Regions from separate parts of the Hordeum vulgare genome. Here regions 1 and 2 are each linked to region 3. The links are chromatin contacts, called in public Hi-C maps. All regions are on one chromosome and are shown on one strand. Each heading gives the region's core, a stretch centred on a gene start, on an enhancer-like site or on the middle of the called end of the contact. The rest is flanking DNA. Distances are from core to core; before and after follow the strand shown.

Region 1 (2,700 bases), core at 155-2,654, 740 kb after region 3:
TGAGCGCCACCCCAAGCCTTGTCCCCCTAAGCTAAGGGGTGCGACTAGGGTATGGGGAGCCCCACGCCTTTGGTGCGTCGCCCCATATGGGAAGGATCCCCTCCTCAAAGGTGGATGCCCTCCCCTCGACCTATATATTCCCAAAGGGGGAGGCCCTCTTTGCACACAATTTTCTGCGCAAAGGATCACCCTTCTTTCTCATTCTACAACAAAGTTATCCCTCCCTAAATGGCTTCTCATCCCTCCTCTTTTACATCGGCATCATCGAGCTTTCGGTGGCGAAGCGCTATTGGAACACATGTGTCCTATGCGTGCAATCAGTAGAGGGATCATACATTCAATTCTTGTTCGAGGGAATTGTTCGTGGGACTTCGTGGTCTTCACCAACTCTTCTTCCGTTGCAACTCGAATTTGGTAGCAATCAGGAAGCCTTATGCATCTTCATAGTGGCCCTAAAAACTTGATTCGTAGGGCACATTTTTTTCCTGTTTTCTACTGCATTTCCTAACACTTGTGAGCCCTTATTGGTGACGACACGGCTTCCCGTCTTGAGCTCGGCTGTCTGCATAATACGAGTGGTGATCAAAACTAAAAGCCCTCCCTCCCTACACCCGTCAATTTGCTTCGTTGTCTTCATTGATGACGTCGTAGCCAGCTATGTCATACCCGTATCCGACGAGGTCCTTGAGAGCCCTCACCGAGAAGCACATGGCCGATATCTACGTGCATGTGCGTGTTGTCAATCCAATTTGTGCCCCATGAGAGACCCCCTAGCAGCGACCGTGTGATCTTGGCGTGCGTGGCCTATTGAATTCATGCTCCAACTAATTCATCTAAAAGTCCGAGCTAATGGAGGGACTTGAACCTGGGTGGCTAGGTTGTACATTCACTCCACAGCCAAGTGAGCTAGTCTCACTGCAGGCAATATATTTTGAACAATTCCTCTCATATTTAGATTGTCTTAGGCTTTAGACGGGAGGTTTGTGTATGTTGTTACTATTTTTAGCCTTGAACTCGAAACCTCCTAAAGCTGATACAATATTGAATCTATGTTTCAGTCAATCAATCGAGAAATGTGAACTCATGATGAGAAATGGGCAACATATTTCAATAATGCCAAGGAGCCATTTTTGACTACATGGAAAAAACGACATTCCAAAGTGAGACTAGTACCCACTCTGTCCCATAATGTAAAAAATGTTTTTATATTACAAAACGGAGTAAGTAATATGTTATTGGTGACATATAAGTAACACATGCTTCGTTGATCAAATTGAGGGCTAAAAAACCACACATGGCCTATAAACCAGATACGGGGAGCAAATGAGAGCGATAAAATTTGATTGTGGATTACCAACTCATTACTCCTACCTATCCTAGCCGGCACGTCCGGATCTGCAGGCTTCCCATCCAGCCTTCTCCCCCGCCTCCACTTCTACCTTGCCCCTCTTTCCACGGCCCCTCACCCACACCAACACTTAACCCGTAATGCCGTAATGGCTCATCATGGCGAGCGAACGGAGTACTTTGGAACTAGCCGTCGTAGTACATGCCAAATACTCCCCACACGCATCGCTTTCCCCCAAATCAAAACCCAGCAGAGAGACGGAGATGATTCGCTTGCTGCTTCCTTCCCCCGCTCGTCCACATCCCCGTCCCGTCTCATAAACTTCGGCCTCTCTGCAACTCCCTCCTCCCCCACTACTTTCCTCCAACTTCCCACTCCTTTAATTGAAGCCAGAGCCGCGGGGGCTCGCGAGTCGTGATTAGCTAGCCTGCTGCGCGGCCGGCCGAGGAGGAGGAGATCTCTTGCCTGTGCTGTTGGTCTCTTTTCTCCTTGCTTCACGAATCACGAGGGTGGGGAGGGGAGGGGCGATGGTGGGGTCGCCGACGAAGCGGCTGGCGCGGCGGGTGATGAAGAGGCCGCTGGAGAAGGCCGGGATGGTGGGGCTCGCCGTGATGGCCACGGCCACCGCCGCGCTCCTGCTGCTCGTCTGCGCCGCGTCGCTCCGCTGCTCCGCCGCCCTCGACTACGCGCTCGCGGCGCCCAGGAAGCTCTGGAGCGGCGGGGTCTCCATCGCGGCCGAGACGTCGCCGTCGCCGTCGGCGGAGAGGGGGCGCGGCGCCCATGCGGCGGCGGCGATGGTGGTAGGGGAGGAGTGCGACCTGTTCAACGGGAGCTGGATGTGGGATGACACCTACCCGCTCTACGAGTCCAAGGACTGCCCCTTCTTAGACGTCGGGTTCCGGTGCTCGGAAAACGGCCGGCCGGACGCTTCCTATGTCAAATGGCGGTGGCAGCCGTCGCGCTGCGATCTACCCAGGTTGGTTGGACTTCACTACTTCTTGCTTGTGCAGTTGTTACTAGTACCCCTCCATTTTTTAAGAATCGACTTGAATCCAGTCACGAGAACCTTAAATTCTTTATCTGTCATGAATTTTAACATGGCGCTCGATGGTGAGATGAATGCAAATTCGCATTTGTATTCACAAGTTCCAATCCATTACGGGTCCTTGGTCACGTGGATAGGTTGGCTTTGCAGTTTGTAGTTTCTTGGGCTAACTTGTCAAAAAGAAGATAATAGGATGGCGATGGTTTGTTAAATAAACGTGATGCAATCTAGCGATCAACATGTTGCATTTTGTACATAATGGGGATTAAAATTGCAGCAGTAGTTCTGACTAGTGAGATGGGTGCGC
Region 2 (2,773 bases), core at 184-2,683, 610 kb after region 3:
CTGCAGGAAAGAGTGAAGAAAATGAGCAAGTGATGAGCTTCCTTATTTTTATCATTTCAGCAACCTTTCATAAAAGGCACTATGTGCTAGACTTGCTGCCCCTATCAATATGACAAAAATCAAATAGAATGCAACATCTTAAACTACAAGTGAACTACATGTCTACATGCTATAATATGAAAACTTTTCTGGACAACTAGCAGATTAAATACCTTTCCAAGTGCTTAATATCTTTCTTCTCGAGAATCTCAGTTCAGAGAAAACGCTTATTAAGGTAATCCACCAAAAGGATAAAGTCAACCCACCCCACTAACAACAGTTGCAAATAAACAAAACAAGTATTCAACAGTTTAAATGAGTATTTTCTTGTCGAAGACACAGCTACCAAAAAGACACATTGCCTAGAATTACTGAAATGATGTCTCAATCTACTCAGATTTCAAGACATATTCAATAGAGCAATAAAATATTGCTTCGTTCATACCTTGGTGAGCACCGTCCACAAACTAGCTTTGCGTTGCTTCCGATGCTCCACTGAGACTGGCAAGTCCATCGCCGCGCGGTCCATGCCATTCGCCATCTCCAGCTCGATAGAGCTGATTGCCTTTCCCACCGAACCCAAATCCATATAAAACACTAAGCCGACGAAGAAGACATAGAAGAGGACGAGTCCGACGGCCTGCCACAGGAATATCTCGGCGCTGAGGTAGATGTAGAAAAGCGCCGACGCGGCGAGGAGGTATAAGAAGACGTCGCGCGTGAATGAAGCCGGCGGGACAGCGAAGGGCGCGGCGATAAGGGAGACGGCGCCAACGACGAACGCGGAAACGAAGGCACCCGCGGAGAGGATGGCGGCCAGCCCGGCCCGGGGCAGCCCGCCCTCGCCGCGTAGCGCGGCGGCGGAAGCGAACGCATCGGGGGCGCCATTTCCGAGCGCGAGGAGCGTAACGGCGGCCATGGACGGGGAGAGACGGAGGCGGGACGCGAGGCGGGATACTGCCGGGGAGAAGTGGGTCCCCGCGGCCACGGCGAGAAACCGGAAGTGGAGGAGGAGGAGGAGCGCGAGGATGGGGAGGGAGAGGCGGCGGTCGGCGCGAAGGAGGCAGGAGTGGACGGCCGCGTAGTTGAGGAGACCCGGCGCGGGGTCGGCTCTGACGGAGGCGCAGGCGGCGGCGGTGTGTGGGAGGGAGGCCATGCCATGCGCTAGCTGCCGATGCACCCGCGCGGCGACGGCGGTGAAGTAATGGCGGGCGCGAGGAGGGGAGGTGGGGGATTTCGGTGGAGATGGCCGACAGTGAGTGGGATCGGCACGGACGCCGACGCCCAACGCGTTGGGCGAAGCCCACCACCAGGCAGGCGGAGTGGCCGATGCCGAACTTACTGGTGGTGGGTCCCGTTCTACGGAGAAGATGGACATGCAACACGCGTGGACGAGCGGACCGGCCCAAATTTTGGGTTAAAACGCGAGGTGGGCCGTTGTATGTTTTTTTTTTCGAGAGTACGCCAATGGCGTACCATATCTCTACTATTAAAGGGGAATCGAACATCGTGATGGTTCAACCTACCGATGGTTCGACCTCCCAGCGATCCCACCTCGTCCCCGAACAAAAAAAAAACCCGTCACCGAGCCTCCCACTCGCGCCCCCTCAGCCACCAACCGCTCCCTCCCCCCTCCCCTCTCGATCCAGATCGGATCGGGGCTGAGGTCGCGCCGCCCCGTCGGTGCCCCACTGCCGGGCCACCACCAGCCCACGCCGCTGGCCGCCCCCCTCATTGGCCCCATGTTGGTGCTCGGCCCTGTCCTCTCTGTGATCTTATCGAGTGACAAAGAAGGTGGAAGGGGAAAGCATCTTCTGGCTAGCCAGAGAAGAGAGAAGACGCAGCAGGGGAGGAGGAAGAGTCGCCCGCGCGTCGTCGACGGGCCCTCCCCGCCGTCACGCCGGGGCGGGGGCAGCGCCGGACAGAGGCTCCGGCTGCCGGTGCAGCTGCGGCAAGTGTCGCGGACGCGGAAAGCGGGCCCAGGAGGGGAAGGGGGCTCTCATGCGCTCCGCCTCCGAGCCGGCGCTCTGGTAGCACGACGCCCGCGTCCACCCCGCGCAGCCCCGCCCGCCGTCCCCGTCGCCGCGGCCGCTCGACCGCCCGCACACCTGGCGGCCGGCATGGCCTCGCCGGGGCTCTAACTCGGCAGCATGGCGTCGGGCCGTTGCCGGTGACCCCGGCCACCCCAGCCTCCTCCACGCTCAGATACGACCTCCCCGCCTCCTTCATTTATTGATCTGTTGCACGGCTCAACGATTGTCTCAAGCCTAGGGTGTCAATGAGATGCTCTTCTGTCACCATCGCTGGGGACGCGGCTCCGCGCAAGAAGGCTAGGAGGCAAGGCGTCATTGGCGAGGTGTTGGATCTTGGTTGAGATGGAAGAGAAAGGGGATCGTGCCTGCTTCTTGCAATCGATTTAGAGGGGAAAGATTCAGGAATAGGTAACATTGCGGTGCCGTGCCGCTTCAGGCAATCTCTGAAAAAAGATTCAGATGGAGGAAACATTGCAGTGCCCATGCATCCTATCTCTGAATAAATTGCGGTGCCTCTACTGTAGGCTATCTCCAGAGAGAACAAGAGGGAAATTATTCAAGAGAAACACATTTTTTTGGGATATGTAGTTTGCTTTGCTTACTACGTGGTAGATAATGTTGAGGGAGAGATTTCAAACTGCTGGATGTTGCTATTGTATGGACTAGAAGCTGCTAAATGTCTTGATTCCCCAAGTATACTT
Region 3 (2,700 bases), core at 189-2,688:
CAATAGTAGATCACGGGCTTGTCCCTTTTCTTAAACGATACTAATTACTACTCCGCCTAACGAAGAATACGAAGCCCGTTTGTTGTCAAAGTCAAATTAATGGACACCACGCCTTTGGAAGGTGGCACGATGTTGACCTGCAAGTTGCCAAAGATGTGGTGGCGTTTTTTTCGTCAGCATACGTGACAGTTTCTATGCCAACATAGCAATTGACGTATTTTCTTTCTTATTGATTTTTCCTTACACTTCCACCTACCATTACACGTAGGGTAGATAAACAAAATCGAAAATATCCCAGGGGCCAGGGCCCCAACCGGGAGGCAGGAATTTTATGCTGAAAGGGTCAATTGTCACAACATCCGAAATATCCGAGCAAAAATAATCGTGTATTCGAAACGCGCGCGGCCAGAAACTAGTTTTTGTGGCGAGCAATATGTTTCCTCGACGGATAAATCTCCGTCGCAATCACGAGCCGCAGAACTAGGCCAGTGAGATACAAGCGATAAACAGAGGAAACTGGGTTGGTGGCTAGGTCCATCACCTAATGGAATGGACTGCCAAGGTTACATTATTGCATGCTTTAGTCTTCGGAAAGCAACACGCCCTTGTACTAAGGACAGGAAATTGTCGGATTATAGTAGATATCACAGGATGTGTCCCATATGAAAATTACCGAAAGCCATGGTGCTTATTAGCTACTCCTCTGTCTCATAATATATACTGCCGTGTGAGGTTGTGTGATGATAAGATGATATGATTGTGACTACTGACTAGTGGAGCCCACCTTATCATCTAGCCATTCAGGCGGGCACTAAAAGTCACCCACAACATGCGAGAGGCATGGCAGGTGTATGTATGCCGGTAACGTTTTGGACACTGTACCGTAGCACCTGGACCATGGCTACCAGCTAACCTCACCATCACGAAGCTTCATCACTAACTAAAGAACAAAAGCAGAGCGCTTCTAAGGCAGAGCGGAACAAACGATCTACGTATACAATCAACCGTCCGTTTCGTTCCCTTCCATAAAAGATCTATGCATGCACGGAGATCAATCGGTCTCGAATCCATGGATCCTGCAGGTGTTCAAGGAAGAGAAGAGTCGATTAAGCCACAAAGACGCAGCAGGTATTATACCTTGGGAGGAGGAGGGACTCTTTGACGTGGGAGTAGGCGAGGTTGCCCAGCGATCCCAGCTCCACGGACACGGCCGGGTCGGCGCCGGCGAGGAAGCGTTTCACCAGCTCCGACGCCCGCGTCTTGGGCGACGGCGTCCGGCTGCCGGCCGCCACCAGCTCCGCCGGCACCTCCACCACCTCGCCGCTGAACACCGCCAACATCCTGGCTCAAACAAACAAACTACACCTAAGCTAGGTAGAAATTGCAGGCAGCTTGTGGCCTTCCACACTCCTTGGATGATACTAGTTGGACGGGTGAAATGGAGGAGGGGGAGAGGCGCTGGTTATATAGGCCCGGGAGAGTGGCAGAACCCAGGCGCAGGGCCCCTGGTTTGCTTAACCACCTGGGGCCCACACAGCGCAAGTATCTTTCCTTGGGTTTAATTTAGTTTACGGCAAACCTCGGTCGGACTTCCTTTCTTTGGGTTAAGCCTATAATACGGATGCATCCGGTGCACGCACATGGACGTGTCATCATGCGTTGGTCGATGCCCTCGTTCTGCCGGCACGTACTGCTGGATTGTGCCTGTGCTAATCGTGCCTTACCGTCTCACCTGCATGAGTTCGCGTATGAGGGTGCACATATTGGACACGAAGGCGCAAGGCAGATTTCCCTCAAGCAAAGTTGGAACTTTTTATTTGTTGCGGGTAGCAAAGTTGGAACTTTGATGCTGCCGTGGAGTGGAGAAATAGAAACGATGGGCTGCAAGTTTGTATATCATTTTTCTTTGGAGCAAAGGTGGGACGACGGTGGCTCTCGTGTGGACAACCCTGGGGCAGTCCAGGAAGAAGAAGAAAACGCGAGGGACCTCGTCCTGGCGAGCATTATCGGCGGGTTCGGCCAAAGCACTGAGAAGATTGTGGAATCCAGAGGGTGTGTGTCAGCGTGTGCGGTGCGGGGGAGGGCCGAGGGGCGTGACGAATGAAGCCGTGCGCAGGTGGGATGGCGACGGGTGATGGAGTGCTGCCTCCGTTGCTTCCGTCGCGTCGCGTGGCCGTGAGGTATCGTGAGCGTGACGCGCGTGGTTTTCGTTGGCATGCTGAAACGGGGCGCCAGGAATTAAGGGTGTGTTTGGTTTTCAGAACCAAGTGAAACGGTAAGGGTCGGTTCCGTTTCGAATTTCCATTCACGTGTTTGGATTGTTAGAGGAACCGAAACCATTTGATTTCATGAAACGACATATTCCCTGGATATGACGTTTCGTGCGGTCTCTCGAAATCGAGCGGACCACACGAAACCGACCGGCTCTTTCCTTTCCCCTTCTCTCCACGCCGCACCGCCTGCACGTGTGCCCCGTCGCTGCTCGCATGCGTCCTACGCCGTTGCTTGCCTGCGTGTGTCCTCCGCCGCTGCTCGCTTGTGTCGTCCGCCGCTGCTAGCCTAGCGTGTCCACCGTCGCTGCTCGCATGCGTCCTACGCCGTTGCTTGCCTACGTGTGTCCTTCGCCGCTGCTCGCTTGTGTCGTCCGCCACTGCTAGCCTAGCGTGTCCACCGCTGCTGCTCGCTTGCGTGTGCTCTGCC

Evidence for each region. A called contact is a pair of places that touch in the nucleus more often than the background predicts.
Region 1: a contact with region 3 is called in a Hi-C map of seedling, with 4 times the contacts expected there. The contact joins the promoter of LOC123396657 here to the promoter of LOC123453194 in region 3. A contact is called at or near these places in 2 of 6 Hi-C or Micro-C datasets (leaf and seedling).
Region 2: a Hi-C map of leaf shows a contact between it and region 3, with 2.6 times the contacts expected there. The contact joins the promoter of LOC123397557 here to the promoter of LOC123453194 in region 3. A contact is called at or near these places in 4 of 6 Hi-C or Micro-C datasets (leaf and seedling) and 1 of 1 datasets of contacts at active chromatin or transcription factors (embryo).

Annotation. Positions count from the first base shown.
Region 1 is chr5H:279,123,359-279,126,058 of MorexV3_pseudomolecules_assembly, forward strand. LOC123396657 (protein trichome birefringence-like 10) reads left to right here and starts at 1,405. Exons shown (of 4, transcript XM_045091529.1): 1 at 1,405-2,324. The coding sequence starts at 1,876.
Region 2 is chr5H:278,992,015-278,994,787 of MorexV3_pseudomolecules_assembly, forward strand. It overlaps LOC123397557 (cation/calcium exchanger 5), which reads right to left and starts at 1,434. Exons shown (of 2, transcript XM_045092090.1): 1 at 485-1,434. The coding sequence starts at 1,417.
Region 3 is chr5H:278,379,724-278,382,423 of MorexV3_pseudomolecules_assembly, forward strand. It overlaps LOC123453194 (stem-specific protein TSJT1), which reads right to left and starts at 1,439. Exons shown (of 4, transcript XM_045129971.1): 1 at 1,138-1,439. The coding sequence starts at 1,340.